4 separate regions of the Mus musculus genome follow, and all the other regions are linked to region 1. A link is a contact called in public Hi-C and HiChIP or PLAC-seq data. All regions are on one chromosome and are shown on one strand. The core of a region is the stretch at or near the end of the contact, and the rest is flanking DNA. Distances in the headings are between cores, read along the strand shown.

Evidence for each region. Hi-C and Micro-C count contacts between places; a contact is called where the count stands out from the background. HiChIP or PLAC-seq counts read pairs in DNA pulled down with a chosen protein or histone mark.
Region 2: a contact with region 1 is called in an H3K27ac HiChIP or PLAC-seq map of extraembryonic endoderm stem cells, with 9 times the contacts expected there. The contact joins the enhancer-like site here to the promoter of Mdga1 in region 1. A contact is called at or near these places in 2 of 484 Hi-C or Micro-C datasets (the N1E-115 cell line and myocytes), 15 of 115 datasets of contacts at active chromatin or transcription factors (embryonic basal ganglia, embryonic forebrain, embryonic hindbrain and 7 more) and 2 of 9 other capture datasets (adipose tissue and liver).
Region 3: an H3K4me3 HiChIP or PLAC-seq map of stem cell-derived neural progenitor cells shows a contact between it and region 1, with 46 read pairs. The contact joins the promoter of Tbc1d22b here to the promoter of Mdga1 in region 1. A contact is called at or near these places in 1 of 39 promoter capture datasets (embryonic stem cells), 2 of 15 datasets of contacts at CTCF or cohesin (embryonic stem cells and large pre-B cells), 32 of 484 Hi-C or Micro-C datasets (the BV-2 cell line, CD4 T cells, the CH12 cell line and 16 more), 20 of 115 datasets of contacts at active chromatin or transcription factors (the 230-238 cell line, T-cell acute lymphoblastic leukemia, Th17 cells and 11 more) and 3 of 9 other capture datasets (adipose tissue, embryonic stem cells and macrophages).
Region 4: a Hi-C map of muscle stem cells shows a contact between it and region 1, with 3 times the contacts expected there. The contact joins the enhancer-like site here to the promoter of Mdga1 in region 1. A contact is called at or near these places in 11 of 484 Hi-C or Micro-C datasets (embryonic fibroblasts, embryonic stem cells, muscle stem cells and 4 more), 13 of 115 datasets of contacts at active chromatin or transcription factors (embryonic basal ganglia, embryonic forebrain, embryonic hindbrain and 7 more) and 2 of 9 other capture datasets (adipose tissue and embryonic stem cells).

The regions. Positions count from the first base shown.
Region 1 is chr17:29,886,322-29,891,412 of GRCm38.p6, forward strand. It overlaps Mdga1 (MAM domain containing glycosylphosphatidylinositol anchor 1), which reads right to left and starts at 2,257. Exons shown (of 17, transcript NM_001368423.1): 1 at 1,126-2,257. The coding sequence starts at 1,192. Gm41559 (a long non-coding RNA gene) reads left to right here and starts at 3,580. Exons shown (of 3, transcript XR_003952341.1): 1 at 3,580-3,669; 2 at 4,656-5,091.
Region 2 is chr17:30,268,114-30,272,636 of GRCm38.p6, forward strand. All of the region lies in intron 9 of Btbd9 (BTB (POZ) domain containing 9), which reads right to left. Among named protein-coding and RNA genes, the nearest start is that of Zfand3, 270 kb to the left of the region's middle. Within about 2 kb of position 1,753, at least 13 of the 459 cell types and tissues checked have an H3K27ac peak or open chromatin away from gene starts, as enhancers often do. A contact at or near this core is called in extraembryonic endoderm stem cells, where this site is marked.
Region 3 is chr17:29,547,519-29,552,305 of GRCm38.p6, forward strand. Tbc1d22b (TBC1 domain family, member 22B) reads left to right here and starts at 2,284. Exons shown (of 13, transcript NM_198647.1): 1 at 2,284-2,476. The coding sequence starts at 2,421. Tmem217 (transmembrane protein 217) reads right to left here and starts at 2,075. Exons shown (of 3, transcript NM_001162901.1): 1 at 1,991-2,075.
Region 4 is chr17:30,227,792-30,232,629 of GRCm38.p6, forward strand. It overlaps Btbd9 (BTB (POZ) domain containing 9), which reads right to left. Exons shown (of 11, transcript NM_027060.1): 10 at 1,009-1,087. Among named protein-coding and RNA genes, the nearest start is that of Zfand3, 230 kb to the left of the region's middle. Within about 2 kb of position 3,475, at least 4 of the 459 cell types and tissues checked have an H3K27ac peak or open chromatin away from gene starts, as enhancers often do. A contact at or near this core is called in muscle stem cells, where this site is marked.

The DNA of each region.
Region 1 (5,091 bases), core at 1,007-3,506:
TCCTTCTGCCTGGCACAGTGAGAGACCCAAGACCTGAAGCTAGTAGCCAGGGGATATGGCTTCTGTCACCCACACTGTCTGGGTCCAACACCCTCCACTCTCAAAGAGAATAATTAGATTCTTAGCCCCAGAGAAAGCAGGAGAATCCTGCCCACCCCAGCCACACATCATTAGAAAGTAACTACAAAGCCCACCCTGCGGTGAGCAGAACGCAAAGTCAGGGCCATGGGCTCTGGGGACTGACTGACTTTCTGTGCTGTGCACGTCGGGAGGATGACCCTGGGTAGTATTGAACCAAGGAGTCTTCGGTGAGGAAACCCGCGGCATGGAGTGGAGAAAAGGTGATCAGAATACTCCATGGCGCGACTGAGCTTGTCTTGGGCATCCAAGAGCAGAGCTGCGTGGCGGGAGGCAGGGTTTAGACACGTAGCCGGATGGGTGCGAGCCGTGTGTGCGTTTCCTGAGGACTGTGGCTGAATGTGTCTGTGTGTGCGAGCAGGCAGAAGGAAGCTGGGGCTGGGGTTCTGTGGTTGGGAACCAGCGACAGGAAGAGCTGGCTCAGGAGAGGTCTGAAAAGGGATGCCGAGAACAGTCGGCGCCTGGGCTAAGGGATGCCCAACAGCTCAGACCGCCAAGAAGCTAGAAGAGGCGATCGAGCCGCGGCCACTGCCCGGAAGGCGAGCCAGCCTCAGGGCCGCGGTGCTGGAGAGCTTCTCGCCCGCCAGCCGCGCACAACTCCGGATCGCTCATCGCCCGCTTCCACTCGGGAGGCTGAGCCGAGGGAGGAAAAGGATTCCGTGGGAACAGCTGCCCCAGCCCAGAGCTTGGGCTCTTCCCGGGTCTCCTGAGCTCACTGTATTATTCTCCCAAGACTTCCGGATCTCTCTAACCCCTGGAAAGATTTCGGAAAGCCGAGACCTTACCCCGGCATCCCCAGCCTCACACCAATAGCCTAGGACCGCTTCTTGGGCTCGGGAGCAGCCTGCTCGGTCTCCCGGCGCCCAGGCGAGGGCGGAGACGCGGCCATCAGTGCATCCACCAAGCCCCGGCAGCGCGCACTTTGAGCAAGATCTTGTAAAGTTTCCGGGCGGCTCCGCCAGGGTAGAGCGGGACGCTGGCTCTTACCATAGACTCCTTGTCCCCGACAGTGGAAGGGGATAAGCGCCAGAAGTAGAAGACAGGTCACCTCCATCTTCACGGCCAGTGCTTCATCCCCGCGAGGCGGCGCAGCCTGAGAGGCGGCGGGGGGCGCATCCGCCGGGGCACCGCTTTGCCCTCTGCGTTCCCTCCTTTTCCCTGAGTCGCGACGGAGAGGGCGGCGACCGAGACTAGGAGTCTGAGCAAGCCGCGACTCGGCTCTGTCCTCTTCCCACAGGGCGGCTGCCCGGGTGGAGACGCAGGGGGCGCTGCCCCAGACCTTGAAGCCTCTGCGCACCGGGCGCAGCAGCCAGCTCCCTGGCCCAGAAAGCTCGGCCACCGAGCAGTCCTAGGTCCCCAGGGCTGTCCACCGAGGGTGCTGAACGCGGGGGGACCTCTCTGCTGCGGCGGCCGCGCTCCGATCCAACAGGCCACCGATGCCTGACAAACTTGTCTTTTCCCCGCCCAGGGGACGCCCCTCCGCGGAGCCAGGCCAGGAGGCCCGGACTCTGCTTTGGTTAATCCGCTGGCTCCAGTCCTGCAGTAGGTGTGGAGGGCTCCGCAGCCCGACCCAAGGGAGCCGGGCTGGGCGCCCTTCCCGGAGGCGAGGGCGCCGGGTCCCGGTCCTCTGGAGCGCTGGAGCAGCGAGGACTAGGTTCGGCAGCGGGGCGAGCGCTCCGGGTCCCCGAGTCCGCGAAGTTAGCCGAGCCGCCGCCGAGGAATCCGGGGGAGGCGATCGCGTCCCGGCGCCCCCGCGGGAATCCAGAGAACGGTTCCAAAGCAAGAGGGACCGCAGCCAGCAAGGGAAAGAGGAAAGTTTGAGTCCTTTGAAAATAATTCGCGCTCTTGCGGAGGCCCGGGCTCAGGAGCTGCTGGCCGCCTCCTCTCTCCCCGCTCCTCTCCCGCCGTCTGGCCGCCGCCGTGGCATTCCCGGGCTCCGCGATCTCGGGAGAGCGGGGCTGCGCCGCGCCCCAAGTTGGGCGTCCCCGCCCCCCTCCCGGCGGCCTGGGCCCGAGAGGGCCCCAGCGGGCGGGGCCGGGCGGGCTCCGGGGCACCGCGGCCACTCCGGCTCCGGGGCCGCGGGAGCGCTCCGCTCGCTCCCTAACTTGGGCTTCGCTGTGCTGCTTTCTGGTCCCTCCGAGCTTTTCATTCCGCGCTTCCTCCACCTCCCCATCACCACCACCCCGCCTCCCGCTCTCCCTCCTCCCTTCTTCCCTCCTCCCATCTCCGCGATCGGTCTCTCGCTCTCCCACCCTTTGTCGCTCGCTCGCTCTCCTGTTTGATTCCCCTCCAGTTAAAAAAAGGGGAGCCAATTAAAGGCAGCCCAGCTCGCCCGGCCCAGCCTCTGTCCAATTTCCTTGCTTCCCCCAGGACCAATTAGAGAAAACAAAACAGGGCTGGGGGAAGCAGTCTCTCTCTCTCTCTCTCTCTCTCTCTCTCTCTCTCTCTCTCTCTCTCTCTCTCTCTTTCCCCGCCCCCCCCATCTCTCTCTCCCTATCTCCGCCTCCCCCACCAGCCCCCTGGCAGAAAAATGTCAGAAAGCAGCAATGGATCCATCTATCCCGAGGACAGTAGCGGGAACGTGGGTTCGGCGCGGGCTCTGCAGCCGCGCACTCGCACACGCTCTCCGCCCTCCCTTGCACAGCCCAGGCTGGCAAAGCCCTGGCCGGGTGCAAACGCTCGCCGCACGCTCGCCGGGCAAGCACCGGCGGCTGGTTGCTGGGACGCAAGCCTGCAGGGCACTGGACACTTAATGAATGTTTTGCACTTTGGAGAAGGTGATACTGGAGCCTAGGATCGGAGGGAAAGGCCAAGGCGTCTGCTTCTCCTAGACCAGAGCTGGCGCGAGAGGCGGTTGCCTGCTGTCGCTCTGCAGGGATGTTGGCTCGGCTTGGGAATCCCGCCACCTCCACCACCACTACCCGCCCCTGGCAGAGCCCCAGCCCCTTTCCAAGCTGCCTCGGCCTCTCCCCGGGTCGGGCGCCGGGGACGCTGCCAGAGGCACTGAGGAGGAGGACGCGCTTGCAGCTTGCAGTGTCCTAGCTGAGGCCCACAGGTTGCCAACAGGTTTGCCAGCAAGACCCCAGTGCCAGAGCTCCACAGGGACACCCAGGGTCCCCTTCAGCCCGCTTCTCTCAAATCCTGCCTACCCGTGAGACCTCAGGCGTGGCCAAGTGCCCTAGGGGTGCTCGCGCTTCCTGCAGCCAAGCCGGGAAGCCTGTCTCCCCCCACTTCGAGACTCCGTCACCTTAACCCGGCCCTCCCCGAAGCTGTGACCAAGATGTAGTTCCTTCCAGACGCCCTTGGGGAGGGGCGTGGGCTGGGCAGAGAGGCGCACGACCTCCCTGGCGCCTCCGATAGCGTCCTCCCTCCAACCCGGTCCTGCTAATCTTACCTGCTCCACCTGTCGCCGTTATTTATCTCGGCGTGAGCGCAGGGATTGTACTAGAGCGGCCCGTGGGAGCGCGGACAGCACAGCCGCAGCAGCTAACAAGCTCGGAGGTTAGATCCTGTTCAGGATCTGCTGCAATGGTGGGTCCATGACCTCAGGCATCTGTCCAAACTCAAAGACCTGTTTCTGATCACCCAAAGAGTTGATTCTCTTGCATGTAAATCAGCGCATGAATTAAAAATATTAATTATAAATCCCTCCCTCTCCAAGCCCACTCCCACCGGGATGTTTCTCCTCTGACCCTCCTGGGCAAACATAACCTGTTAAGGAGGAGTGGAAAGCACAAGGTGTTGCCTGGTAGATGGGGAGGGGCGCCATCAGCCTGACTCTTCTCAGTTTGCTTATGGTTCATCCAGGCTACCCGCCCTTGTTCCTGGCTCCTTTGTTTCTTTCCTACTCTTACTAGGGGTGGGAGTCCAATGCTCAGTTAAGGGTGTCCAAACTCAACTCAGCAGATGCCAACTAGAGATTTATTGAATGAATGAATGAATGAATGAATGATGTCCATCGTGGGCCAGATCCCCCAGTCCAAAGCTACCTTCCACGTGCTCAGCCTTCCGTTAACTCGAAGGGAAATGCATGATATGATCCACAGACGTCCAATGTCTTCCCACCTACCTCTCCCACTCAGTCTGAAAGGGAAGTGGTATCAGATGAGGGGGTGATGGTGAGTAGCTTGGTTTATTGTCCTGTTGCCATTATTGGGAAGCTTCCAGAATCCCCCAGGAAGCTCCCAGGGAGTCATCCTTGATGAGTCAGGCTCTCTCTGGCTTTGCCTATTCTGGGAAACTGTTGTATTCCTTTCCCAACCCCAAACAGCATCAAATTGCTTTTCTCTGGCCTAGCAGAGAGGATGGGTATACTGTCTGAACACATATTGGCCTGGAAAAGAACGAGGCCTTGTGGTGGAGGGCTAGGGAGGAGGAGAGCAGAAGTCCAGAGCCTGGCAGGCTGGGATTGAACATTTGCTGTGCTAATCCACTTGTGAATACTCGCTGTGTGTAGTGTAAACACCTCGACAGCCTGTTCATGTGTGCCTGTCAACTCAGTCATTTCCTCCCCACAGTATTCCAGGCCTGCTGCCTGGGACTGAACCTCAGAATTGACAGTGGCAGCCAACCTCAGAGAATGCAGAGGACCACCAGGCTTGTGGTCCAGCCCTAAGCTGTCTGGGCCTCACTGTCACCCAGATATCAAGCAGGTGGGACTTCTACCTAGCAGTGGTTGAGAGAACTGGGTACCTGCTACAGGGACAGAGGTTTTGTGTCGGGCACTGTCAGGCATCTTAAGGACTTACTCTTGTTCACAGAGATGCTAAGGATCCTAAGTAGCCAGGCTGAACAGCTTTGTGCCTTCCTCCTAAGGTTCCCAAGCTGCAGGTATGCAAGCCCAGAGGCGACTAGCCACACTTCCATAATTCTTGCTGTGAAACTAGCATAAGAGCCAGCATCTCCTAGTTTCTACAAGCACTAGAACAGTGCTCTGGACCACACATGAGTCTG
Region 2 (4,523 bases), core at 503-3,002, 380 kb after region 1:
TCCTTTGGGTTTTCGTCTATCATCTTTCTCTTCTTTTGATGATATGTCCACAATTCTGAACTCTGTCCTTAAGTCCTCAGTCCTGGAATGAGTACTTGAGAAACACTCAGACAGTAAGAAAGACAGTAGCTTGACAGGCAGAGGTGAGTTAGGCAGAGAAAAAGACAGAGAACAATTCAAAGCCTTGGATTATCAATGGCTGGCCCCAGGGGACCCCAAGGCAACATTGGGGGGCTTTAGACAAAGGTGGCTCCCAGTGCAGACATTTTTACTTTTCACTATTTCTGGAAGCCTCGAATATGGCTTCAAAGAAACACAGAGGGAAGCCAGGTATGGTGGTTCACATCTGTCATACTAGCAACTCAAGAGGCAGGAGGATTCCACAAATTTGAGGAGACCCTGGTCTTCACAATAAGTTTCAATCTAGCTGGAGCTGTGCAGCAAAGCCCACCCATGGTAAACAAGGCCAGTTAGGTGTCCTCAGCAGGCACAGGCACCTGTCAGCAAGCTCAGGGACTTGAGCCAGAGCCTGGCCCCACGCCCCACGGACTCCCTCCTGCAAGCTGCAAGCTCAGGGACCTGAGCAAGAGACTGGCCCCACGCCCCACGGACTCCCTTCTGCAAGCTGTCCACTGACTTTCACAGGATACACAACCTCAAAATTAGTCGTGATAAAAAGTGTAAATGATGCAAGAGCAACAGACAGTGCAATAACCGGATGATGCTGACCGGACGACAGACTCGGTCGAATGAAGGCCTTAATGAGATTTTACAAAATGCACAGGCGCAACACTCTGCTGTCTACACTGTCAACTAGATGGATCTTCAACCTGAAGCCACCTGTGTACGGCGGCTAGCCAGCAGCATGTGTTAAGCCATGGCACTGAGAGTCGTCAGGCCTGCAAGGATGATGGGACATGCCTAGAAGCCTCTACAGAAACAAGAATTGGGCCAGCAGCAGACTTGTCCTCAGCAACGTTAGACAGTAGATGGCAGGAAGTCTGAGGTTCTCCAAGGATGAATTTTACACAGGAATGAACTCCTGGAGGAACTCAATCCATGTCAAACTGTGATTCAGACACGTAAAAATTCCTATTATCTGCTTTTGACATTCCTTTTCTGAAAAAAAATCTACGGATCTACCCTACAATAGTGTCTATCAATGATTGACTAAATGTTCTGCCTCAAAGGACCAAGCGATCTATACTGAGCTTCAGGGTAACCCATGAGAGAGAATGGAAAAGGAACCAACCACCAGGATAGCACTAGGGGGTTCTTCCTTGTAGCAATTTACACAAGTGTGTGTCCTGCACATGATAAGTAGTGAGTGTGACTCAGTAACAGGCAGGTGGAGACCCTTAAGGGTAAACCTCACACTCCAAACACAAAGCAATTTCCCTTGCCGCAGCCCATGGGCTCTGTCCCAGGACAGCAGGGACAGTTATGAAGCCATCACTCTGGGGGAGGCCCAGCTGCAAGCTTCTAACCACGCCTGTGCAGCCTCCCAGGCAGGAGGCTATTTATGGACCAGGGATAGTTTTATATAAAGCACTGCCCTAACAGCACACCTCTGGGAGGTGTCTAATGGGCCAAGCAAGGGAACTGGCTCCATGGTCAGTATCTCACTCACAGAGAAAGGGTATTGTTAACCCTTCACCATGCTGTACAAGAAAAGGAATGGAGGACATGCCAGCCTACGTAGGAAAGACAAGGCATTTCCATCACAGCTGCAGAGGAGGTGTAGGAAGCAGTCTGCCCAGAACCAATCAGTGGACGAACAGCAAGTTCCTGGAGCTCTGCTGAGGAGGAAACCAAGCAGTAAGGAAGCTCGGGCAAGAGAAAGCTGGCTAAATGGCAGCTACTTGGCGGTGGCTCTGCTCCTTCTGAGCACTCACAGAAAGCCTCACCCACCTGCTCAGAGCCGCGAAGCTCTGCTCAGGAGGGTGGGTGCTCAGAGGCTCCCTCACTGACCAATTACCAGACATGTTTTAGACAATGTTTATATAATCAGAACATCACAGTGACTTCTGAGTGGTTTCCTTTCAGGGTCTTTATGGCCAACAGAAAGTTGCTGGTTTTTTTTTTTTTTTTTTTGGTTTTTTGAGACAGGGTCTCTGTATAGCCCTGGCTGTCCTGGAACTCACTTTGTAGACCAGGCTGGCCTCGAACTCAGAAATCCACCTGTCTCTGCCTCCCAAGTGCTGGGATTAAAGGCGTGCGCCACCACCGCCCGGCGCCAACAGAAAGTTTAACTCTGAGTTATAACTAAGTATCACAGACCTTTACAATATTAATATAGCCAGCTGACAGAAGGAGGGGAAAGAAAAGACAGACAAAAGTGAGAAGTTCAGAGAGACAGAGCAAAACACACAGAATCCACTTCCTTATCAACACAGTGGAAAGGCAAGAGCTTCTGTCCTTAAAGGATGGGCCAGAAAGTAGAGGGCAGGTACACTGTTTTAAAAAGACAAACTGCAGTAGTACTAAAAAGAAAAAAAAAAAAAGTAACCCAGAAATGAGTGGTTTAAAATTCCTTCCTCTTTTATACCTGGGAACGAATAAAGCTGGTGAATAAACAGAGAATAAATGCTGTTGATAGTACAGAGGTTAACAGGAAACAAACCAGAAAGCCTACATACAGTCAGAGGCAGCACCTCTGAGGACTGCACAGGAAGATGGGAAGGTCAGTTGTGCTCTCTGCCCAGGTCCCCTGAATTGTTTAATGTTCCGTGTGCTGTTTGCAAACTGTTAAAAACGATTAGGTTCCAACAATTTAGAAGAGAGAGGAGAATAACTTGACTATAAGGTCTGAAGGTTCAGGGTAAGAGAATATGAGAAGAACAAGAGCTACAAAAAAGTTTAAAAAAACAAAACTGCCAATACTAAAGCCAGACTTTCCCAATAGGAAAGAGCATCTTCACCTCGGAAGCAAACCAGAGCAGGCCAACCAGAGCTCTGTGCACCCAACCACTCTTACCGTGCGTGCTACCTCTCAGGAACAGGAGACTGCAGTTCTCCATGCTAAAAGGATCTTCTCTTAACATCTGCTGAAAGACCCAAGGGACCACACAGATGGTAGAGGTACAGCGAGCTGATTACATCTATACATGTAAAATCCTAACTGTGGTTCCCACTGATTCTAATGGAGTCAACAGAATCTTGCCTTCCTTTTCCTTCTTGTTAGTTCTGATACATCAAAAGTTCTCAGCTTATTAATATGTAAACCACTACCAGAGAGCCTGTGTGTCACAATCGAAGTTGAGAGCTTGTTAATTATTTAAGTCCATCAATGAATGGAAACAAACCAATAAGATGCTGATGGCCAAGCAAAAGCACTTAGAGAATCTGCACAGAGGAGATTCTGTGTATGGCAAGCGTGCTCTTGTGAAGGCTTGTGGTGCTCCCTGGATGGAGGCTTATAAAGAAACATACAAATGACAGCGAAGGCTTCAAGAATGCCAAGGATGGGGCCGGAGAGATGGCTCAGTGGTTAAGAGCACTGGCTACTCTTTCAAAGGTCCTGAGTTCAAATCCCAGCAGCCACATGGTGGCTCACAACCATCTGTAATGGAGTCTAATGCCCTCTTTTGGCATGCAGGTACATATGCAGATAAAACACTCATATACATAAAGTAAATAAAAATAAATCTTTTTTTTTTTAATGCCAAAGACGGTGAGCTGTGGGGGATCCAGTCTAGCTCTGGAGAGAGGACTGGGGCAGGTGGCTCACTGGGCTAGAGGCATGCCATTGTTTGTAAAGGGTCCCAGCAGACTAGAACAAAGTAACCACCCTGTTCCCATGACTTTCCACACAGGGAGTTTGGTGTTCTTCAGTAATACTGTGATCTGTAAAGCGTGTGCTCTGTCTCAGAGTCTGAATGAAAACTTGGCCTCTGCTCCATGGGAAAGATGCCTCTTCTCTCAAACTACTTCCTCTTTTATAAAACAAGGGGATGGGCTGGAGAGATGGCAGTGGTTAAGAGCACCAACTGCTCTTCCAGAGGTCCTGAGTTCAATTCCCAGCAACCACATGGTGGCTCATAACCATCTGTAATGGCATCTGATGCCCTCTTCTGGTGTTCATCATGGTTTGGGGGCTCGTTGGCATCTACTGCATCTAGCAGATACAGGTCATAGAGGCAGAATGAGAAGTTATAGCTCATTCTAAGAAGCCCTGGCTTGTATAGTGTGGCTTCCTCCCACTCACATGCCACTGGGGACGAAGTGTGTGTCTGAAGAGAGCAATGGTGTTCTCATATACATAAAATAAATAAATCTTAAAACCAAATGAACAAGGGCAATATCCCAAAAGGCACTTTGTCTCCAGACAAGGAGATACAATGTATGAAAGCTCTGGAGTACTAGTTAGCTGATAATAGCTTGTTTCCCTACCTTATAGCCAAGGTGCTCACAGGACTCATATTCCCTGACTAGTGGTGTTCTAGTCACACTCCTGTGGACAGGCTGTTTCGTCCCCAGTGGCATGTGAGTGGGAGGAAGCCACACTATACAAGCCAGGGCTT
Region 3 (4,787 bases), core at 1,034-3,533, 340 kb before region 1:
CTATCCTGAGAGCCAAATATATTTGTATAAAGTCATATGTGTAAAGTTTTGTCCTAATTGAACATGGCTTTGGTGTCATGGGGAGGCACTGAGTACACCGGCTGGGGAGGGGGTTCCATCTGGGTGGCTATAGGGGAAGCAAACATCCATGCTTCATGCAGATTTTCCAGTGTATCTGCTTTAGGGTCGCCCACACTCCTAACTACAACCCATCTCAAACTCTGTAAGTAAGCCTAATAAACTCATGAGTGAACTCTGGTGGAATCAAACTTTTGTTTGTTATTGGGATTGTGGAAGGAGAAGGGTAGAAGACTGTTTAGTTTCCTCCTTCTCCCTCCTCCCCCTCCCAAGAAAATTCTTTCACTTTCTTAGGGGTTAGTGTGTCTGAAGAGAGAGACAGTATATATAATAAATCTTTAAAGGGAAAAATGATAAGATACAAGTCTATAAAAGAACAGTGGTTCAGTAGAAATAGCCCTTTTCATCTAACTCTTATCATGCTTATTACTTTTTACATTTACTTTATGTATGTGAGTACCCTGTTGCTGTCTTCAGACACACCAGAAGAGGGCATCAGATCCAATTACAGATGGTTGTGAGCTACCATGTGGTTGCTGGGATTTGAACTCAGGACCTCTGGAAGAGCAGTCAGTGCTCTTAACCTCTGAGCCATCTCCCCAGCCTCCTATCATGTTTACTTTTATTTGTGTGTGTGTGTGTGTATGTGGTGTGTGTGTGTATGTGGTGTGTGTGTGTATGTGGTGTGTGTGTGTATGTGTGTTAACAACATGTATGCAATGTCCACAGAAGCCAAAAAAGGGTGTCTGATCCCTTGGATCTGGAATTTCAGGCCATTATGAGCCACCTGTTGTGGGTACTTGGGAACCGAACTCAGGTCCTCTGAAAGGGCAGCACATGCTTTTAACCCCTGGGCCACCTGTTCAGGTCTACAGTCCTAGTCTTTTAACATTAGCAAGCAAAAGAAGCCTGAAAACTGGGAGTAATGTCTATGTAAAAAGAAATCACTGAGGGACATATAGAAGGTGTTTCTTTAGGTGGGAAAAGAAGGAGCCTTGAGAATTTGCCAGTATGTTGGGCCAGCAAGATGGCTCAATGGGTATAGGGGCTTACAGCCAGTCTTGACGACCTGAGTTCGGTGAGAAGAGAAAACTGAAGTTCTCCTTTGACCTCTCTCTCTCTCTCTCTCTCTCTCTCTCTCTCTCTCTCTCTCCTCTCTCTCTCTCTCTCACACACACACACACACTGAATAAATGTAATGTATTTTTCAATATTTAGAAACCCTAGGGTGTTAGTACAGAGATGGATTGAGCAGTAGCTCGCACATATCCACAGTTCCTTGTCTGAACAAACATTTCTTCGGAGTAGAAAAAGGAAGTACCCTCCATCTTCCCCCAAATGTCCCAGAACACACTCAAAAAAGAGAGGTAGTCATTAACATGACACCCAAAGGAGACAACATGCTAAAATTAGATCTCATTTTGAGTCAAAATTAGATTGAAAAATGAATCTATAGATGGAAGATTTATAGCCAGTTAATAAAGGAGTTGAGGATATTGGGGGTACATCCTTCATCTTCCTGATTGTTGCCATGGGGATGAACAACGTCCCTAGAGAAAATGCTACTTGGAGGATAAATTAGTATTTCCTAAGCATGACTTCTCAGTATCTGGATCCTCATAACCAGAAAGAGTCAGACCCGAAGAAGGGATTACATCACGAAGTTCAGTTAGCGGAAGAAAGGGGGAGTCTGATAAATCAACTGCTACTCATACAACAGTTACCCGCACTGGGGTATGGCCGGAACTGTCCTCTGCGAAACTAGGACCATAAGGGAACAAGGCGGGGGTGGGGGGGTGGGGGGGTAACCACCCTGGGTGCCATTGAGGTGAGGGACATTAAAAAATGTTCATTATTACATGAGGCCTTCCTTTAAAGACTAATGTATACAAATGTTATGGTTTCTCCTTACCCCTCTCCACCAAGACAACCCCAGAACCTCAGCCCATCAAAGGCAACAGTCCCATCTACTTCTTCCTCGCAGTACCTGGTTCTCTGCCTCCGGGGAGTAGGAACTTTCAGCCCCGCCTTCCTGCCCATCTAAGCCCCGCCTCCCCGGCCCACCTGTGTGCCCAGCCCCTGACGTTGCCGCGGGCCTTCAGCGGCCCGCAGGATCCGGGATCCTCATTGGTCCATCCGCCCACCGGCCTGCTCAGCCCACCAATGGCAACGGTGTTGGGCGGGGGGAGTGCCCACATCCAAGATGGCGCCCCCAGGAGCTGGGAGCGGGTGACCGGCGGCGGGGAAGCGGCCTGGGCTGGCCCTCAGATTGCGGGGTCCCGGGGGCCTGTCGCGGGGCCCCCCCGTGACCCACCGACCAGGCCTTCCCCCGGGCCGGAGAGATGGCCGCCGAGAACAGCAAGCAGTTCTGGAAGAGGAGCGCCAAGCTACCGGGGAGGTGAGCCCAGGACGCTGAGGGGAGTGGGGATTGGACCCAAAGCCTTCCAGATCCTGGTCCCTGAATCCCTCCGTCTTGGGGTACCCCCGAGGCCGGAGGGCTGGTGTCGGAGTAGCCCAGGCTGGAGCAGCTGTCAATCAGAGGAGCCTGGCCAGCTTGGGTGTGGGGTGCAGACTGGGGTCTGGGGGCGGGGAACCTCAGCTGGGAGGTGTCAGGGGACCAGTGTGAGGGGCAGTGGAGTTGGGCGAGTTGCCATTGTCAGCGTAGCCGTGGAGGGCCACCTGCAGACCGCTTCCGACTTTCTACAGAACTCCTTAGGGGTCTCCAACAGCATGGGTGGCTGCTTGCATGAGGGTTGGTGGCCCCATGGCCTTGGTTCCCAGCCCATCATCACATTCCTGTCTTCCCTTGGACTCCCAAAGGGGTTCTGATAGGAGAGCCTGGGCCAGGCCTGCAGGGGTATGAGCAAGACAGGGGAGGGGGAATTCTCAAGCCTGACCTTACTCTGTCTTGAGTTGGTCCTTTCTTTTGAGAAATTATTACAGGGTGGCCGCAGGGTGGAGAATAAGTTATTCCTTCTGGCATCCCGGAGAAGTGATGATTTTTCAGTGTGGATGCATTAAGTTCTTTTATTCTTGTTTTGTTGGAGAGCAGACCTTTCAAGCAACTTATTCCCTTAGTGTTTCTTTCTCTTGTTAGTGTATGTTGACACTGAGCAATTGTCTCTCAGTCAGGCTGCCTTTTGGTTTACTGGTTCCGTTTGTTTTGGGTGATGTCCTGAAAAATGAAAGCCCTATGTGTTTCACTACTGAATTTAAGATTTCTGCCAGCCACAGGCTGCTTGGTGTTAAGAGTTTGTGTCTGGTCACCGCCCTCATGAGTTCTATCCTTAGTGATTTTCCTGTTAAGTCTTTTTTTGTTCAGGTGTAGTCCTTTGACCTGTGACCTCGCACTCTTCCCTTCCTCCTTTCCCTCTCTCTCTCCCCTCTTTCCCATTCTCTCTCCTCCTTCTCTTCCCCTCCCCCTCCCTCTCCTCTTTCTCCCCCTCTTCCGTTCTCTCTTCACACTGTTGAAGACACTCTGCCACTGAGTTACACACAGCCCTCGCCCCCTTCTTCAAGCGAAAGAGAAACTGAGAGTCAGCATTGGCTGTGTAACTTTTCTGAGCTGTCATTACACACGTGGAGAAAGTTGAGGGACCAGGTTTTAGCAATGTGTGCTAATATAATAGCAGGGGAGGCAAAGCTAGCTTTGGGTTGAAGTGCTGTGGGGCTAGGGTGTTCACACATTGAACAGTGACACTGTGTTTTTAGATAAGCTCCGCTTCCTGCCACAGATTTCTTTTCCTTCCTGCTTGAGTGAGCTCTCCAGCTGCGTGGACTGCTCTTCTCTGGGAGTTTGCTCTGGAGGGGTCATTTCATTTTGATATCCTAAGATAACGATCATTGGGAAAATGGTGACGTCAGGAAGCAGGGGTGAGGACAATGGGCGATGGATGGTCTTTGTGCCTTTGGACTGCCAGATGTGGTGTATTAATGGCCTTTTGTCTTTTTCTTCTACTGGCCTACAGGAAGTCAACTTTTTAAAAGTACCACTTTAAATAATTATATTTATTCATCTACTTAATCAGTGTGTGTGTGTGTGTGTGTGTGTGTGTGTGTATGTGTGTGTGTATGCCACAGTGCTCACGTAGAGGTCAGAGGACAATTTACAGGAGTCAGTTCTCTGCTTCCACCCCGTGGATCTCAGGGCTTGAACTCAGGTCATCAGGCTTAGCCGCAAGCATCGTTATCTGCTGAGCCTTTTTGATGGCCCAAAAGCATTGCTTTTGCTAGCTAGGAGGATTCTTCAGTTTCTTCAAATCTCTGGCTTCCTTTTTCATTTTGAAACATAGAGCCACAGAGGCAAGAATCTTGGAGTCCAGGTCACCACCATTTATCATTATTATTATCATTACCATTGTCATCGTCATCATCATTGACATCGTCCTTCAGATTCTCTGATCTGTAGGACTCACAATCTATTTAAGCTTCAGTTTCCTATGAAGTGGGGACTAAAAACTCTTCCCTCAGAATTCCCCGAAGGCTAACCAAAATGCCCTATTTGTAAAGAACCCAGGACAGTGTTTATTTAGTACACTGTACTTGCTCTATAAATAGTCATTATTAATTGTCCTCTTGTTATTAGAGCAAGCAGACATTTAAAAGGATGTGTCTCAGCTCCCCAGAGCTAGTTATTTGTCTCCTTTATTATAGAGGCATAAAAATGTTGCCATGATCCATAAACCCTGACCCATACCTTGCCTGGTGAG
Region 4 (4,838 bases), core at 2,225-4,724, 340 kb after region 1:
TAAGATGTTTTCCAGTTGCTTACCATACCTGCTTAGGACAGAAGGTTCAGACATCTGTAAAGGTGTCAGTGGACTCACTCTTTTGAAATTTTCAGGTTAGTTTTGCAGAAAACATTTGGGGTTCTATTTACAAGCTGTTCTGTGTAAGAAATCATTGTGGGTGTGGATCATTACTATCCTAAATAAGTAAAAAGGCAAAAACAGAACTAAATTGCAACAATATTTCCACTTTTGAAAGTGTTATTTGAAGCGCTCAACACACCTAGATACTTTCTGGAAGAAGGGACATCATGAAAACAACTGTCACATCTGGGCTGGCTCTAGTGGGGTCAGGATGTTCAAATGACAATATGGAGCCCTCTTCCCCAAAGGCAGGAGGAGCCCCTCCCAGCATTCCTCTCGTCTGTCTTGTCCTTCCGTTCAATAGCTAACATGTTTTCCCTTCACACATTGGGGTACTCTGGTTGGGGTACTCTTGCAGGACTCAACAGGAGTCCCCACCCTCCGAGACGCCAGGGCAGGAGGCCAGCAAGTGGGTCCCTGGTGTGGGTGCTTATGCCACAGGCTTCCCTTCTATGGTATCACCCACCCATGGGAACACCAGCACTTCTGACCAGATCCCAGCGCGTGCTAGCTACACGCCAAGCACACACTAGCTACATACCAAGTACAGAGGCCCCGGAGGGCTCTGGTAGCTCTGGGCGAAGCAGACATGACAGTGACACAGTGCAAGCATGGCCATTACTTTAGGCTTCTCAGAGGTGTAGCTAATGAGGAACGTCAACAGAGCAAGAGAGAGAGTGCATAAGGACAAGAGTCACCCACACAGACCACAGGGGCCACAGCTTAGCCACCCACACAGCACACAGGGACAATAGCTCAGTCACTTCCTTTATATGGAGCTGTGGTAACTAAGTGCCACTGGCAGGCAGGGCCAACAGCCCACTTGGGATGCGCTGGTTACCTGGTTGTCAGGAAATGCCACTGTAGTTCTCAGGAGAGCCTTACCTCATTTGCTGTGTTGTGTGTCCCGACGATTCGGATGAAGGATGCAGGCTGTCTTTCAAAAGTGACTGACTGCCAGGACCTGAGAGGAAGCAACAGTTTGCCTGGTTAGCTGGTACAGCTGGCCCTGCTGACGGCAGCTCCTGTACCAGGAGACCCAATCTGCAGAGGGATGGGGTTGGAGATGGGGCAGGGCTTCCCCTACGATGTCACTGAAGGAAGCAGGAAAGACAGTGTCCTATTTGGGCATCTGCCATCTCCCAGAACAGGCACTGTTACTGTCTGTGACTCTGACTGAGGGTGCATAGTTATCAGGAAACAAAGCAAGACTGTAGACCATGCTTGCCTGGTGACAAGAGGATGTCTGAATGTACATAATCAAGGGTGGTAGGAGTTTATAGAAGAGATGTTCTCGTCTACGTGTGGGCAGGGCTGGGCGGGCCTGCCTCACTGGGCTGCTGCTGGCATCGGTAGGTAATTCAGTACATACAGCAAACTTGAGTCAGGGGTAGAGTGTCTGTCCTGGTAGCTGGAGAGGACGTTTTGAAGCAGGGTAGGGGGCAGTGGCTGGGTGGAACAGGGTGAGGCAGGTTCTATGCTTGAGCTTGGAGCTGCAGGGCTCACTTCCACGCCAGAGCTGGTCCCCAGGCAGGCAGGTGCACAGCAAGGCTCCAACCTTTGCAGCTTGCAGATACAGCCCCACAGTCCTTCAGAACTGCCCAGCTCTGGCAGCCTCCAGTGTTTATTTTCTCTTCCCATGAGTGTGTAGTGCTCATGTGCACAGGGAGGTCAGGGGTCTAAGGCCTCTATTGCCGTCCAGTCCACCCTACTGTTGGAGATGTCTTTCGCTGAACCTAGAACTTGCCTTTCAGTGAGACCAGCTAGCTAGTGAGCTCCAGACTCTTGCCTGCCTCCCTGCACAGCAGCATGGAGTTCAGGCATGCACTGCTATGCCTGGCTTTTAAGTGGGTGCTAGGATCCAAGCTTGGCTCCTCAGGGTCACACAGCAAGCACATCACCCATTGACTGTCACCATCATCCCAGCTGCAACCCAGACAGACAGTCTAAAGACAAGTCCTCCTCCTCTGTCTGGGCTGAACTAGCTCCCTAGAAGCCACTAGGCACGCAGGTGGAGCCCTGCTCCTGCCCTCATGGGATGTACTGTGCCTGCAAGCTCCCGTCCTGTCTTCTATCATCCATGTGAGGAGCCCACGGTTGCTGCCGTCCCTCCTCCCACTGTGGAAATGCCAGCTGCTGTGAAGCTGTTTCCTGTAATTGTCTAATTACCAAGCAATACTAGCAAAGGAAATATATGTATCTGCAGTTGGTCTTCCCCACTTGGTTTCAGGTGCTCCATCTTCCTTCTCCCCATGCGCCTCCCACTGAGCCGGATTCACTGCTGCCCGGACACCAGTCCTCTTAAGGTCATTAAAAAGTCATTACCATCCTGTGCACAGAGCCTCTGCCTCTGGAAGCAGGTTTTTGAAAACAGAGTAAGAAAAATTACTCTCTCTGTAAAAACACTATTACTCACACATAAAGACAACTCACCTGCCCTCCCCCCCCCCACGCCTCTCTGCCCTGCTTCCCAGTGTGTGCACGTGTGGGTGTGGGTGTGAGTTCTCACTTTCCTATGGGACACTGCATGTGAGGAGAAGTCTGCATGGCTGTGGGGTCCCACAAGTGTGGCTCTGAGCCTAGCATTTAGGGACTGTGTGAGGCATCAGAACTCTGGCCTCAGCCCTAAAGGAGGTTGGTTGGGTACACGTTCCAGCTGGCCGGGATTGGGACACACAACAGCTGTAGCCTTCATTGGGTCTCATTTGGAGGACAGGGTGGGAGGGGTATTTCTAGCCCTGCGCCTCATTGCTCCAGAGACTTTGGACTTAAAGTAAAGACTGCATGTGAGCCCTCCCAGGCCCCACAGAGCCCAGGATTCCAGGCTTGTAGGCAGGCCCAGTGTCAGACCTGTGCCTCTGCTGGAGCTCCTGAGCGAAAGCCTGTTAAGTGTCCTTGGCAGACAGGTGCCCTCTTCTCTTCATTTCAGCTTCTGCCTGGCCTGGGGCTCTGGGCAGGGCAACGGCTGATCAGGAGGGAGCCAGAGTTTGTGGAGTAATAAGATCAGAAGGTCTCAATTTAATACCAATCCTCCATTACATTGCATTAGTATCTAATCACATTAGACTTCATTTCCACTAACACGGCCTGAGAGTTGAATATATGATCTCATTGCCACCAGAACCAGACACCGATCCAGAGAGCAAAGTGGGAAGAAGCCCACTCAGGGCACTCAGAGATGAGCACCCCACCCCCGCCCTGCACCAGCTTCCAGAGTGTTCCCTAGACTTTGTCAAAATAACTTCCAGTGAATCCCCGAGAGGAAACGGGGGGTTTGGAATGTTACTCGAGCCTTGTTTATAACTGCGGTGTGACCTCAGAGAACACTGCTTGGAGTAAGATCTCATAGAAGCAAAAACCCCAGCACCGTGATGCCAGACCAGCCGAGGCTGGGCCATTCCCATAGGCTTCATGGCCATGATGACACACTGCCTGGGCAGCACATCTCAGGAAGGGACACGATGGCTCCCCTAACCAGAACTAGGTTGATGGGCAGCGATTCTTTCAAACCTCCATCTTGGAGGGAAGTTCTAAGTTCCATCCTCAGGGAAGCTCAAGTTCAGGAAGTAACCGACTCAAAGGCTTCAGGAAATCCCTGAAACTGACCAGATTCAAAGGGTCCTTCCCTCTCTGAGTGTATAAATCAGAAAGGACTGATCAGAGACACTGACTGGAAGACTCAGCTGCCTAGAAGAGGCTCAGATTGCCTCAGCTGTCTGGAAAAGACATTCTCCAGCCTGTTGAGCTGCCCACTGGCTGTGCAGTGAACTCCAGGTTCCCAGCTCTGTGAGCTGGCAACTACTCTGGAGCTGGTGATGCAGCTGTCTTTGAGTCATTTCTGCTCCTGCAGTAACCCCAATAAAACTCATTGGTTCACCATGCTGGCTTTGGTGGTTCCCTGTCCTGGGTGAGGACACATTTGTGACTGCATTATCTAGGCTTGGATGAAGGATCTGAACAGGAGCAATGGGCCAGAAAACAGATGTGGTCTTCACTTGAGATTTATGACCTATCAAAAATCCCAGCCAGGCAGTGGTGGCGCACGCCTTTAATCCCGGCAATTGGGAGGCAGAGGCAGGCGGATTTCTGAGTTCGAAGCCAGCCTGGTCTACAAAGTGAGTTCCAGGACAGCCAGGGCTACACAGAGAAACTCTGTCTCAAAACACCAAAAAAAAAAAAAAAAAAAAAAAAAAAAAAAACAAAAAACCAGAGAGAGAGAACGATTCTCTGCTGCTCTATTGGAGCAGTGATGGTTCAGTGGGTAATGACGCTAAGTCTGCAACTCAGGAAGGGGAGAAAGGACTCCTATAAGCTCTCTTTTGATTTCTACATGCACAAGGGTGTAAGCAACACATGCATATGCACGCACACGAATGCACGGGTGCTCGCGTGCGTGCACACACACACACACACACACACACACACACACACACACACAAGCTTCAGAAAGGAAAGCGATGTTTCCACAGTACTGATTAAACAAGTCAGAAAACAAGAGCTTAAGACAATCTTTCTAAAGCCCCTGCTGAGGAGTGAGGATTACAAACCATCACGGATATCAAGTCGGAGATCTAAAATAGGGCCCAATGAGAGCCCATCAACAGGAGTGACAAGTGTGGGTCACAGCCACTCTGTCACCTGGCTCTGGGACCCACACTTGTCTGGGAGTAAGGCAGTGCTGTGAACCCCATAGAGAGCTGAGGCAGGACAGGATA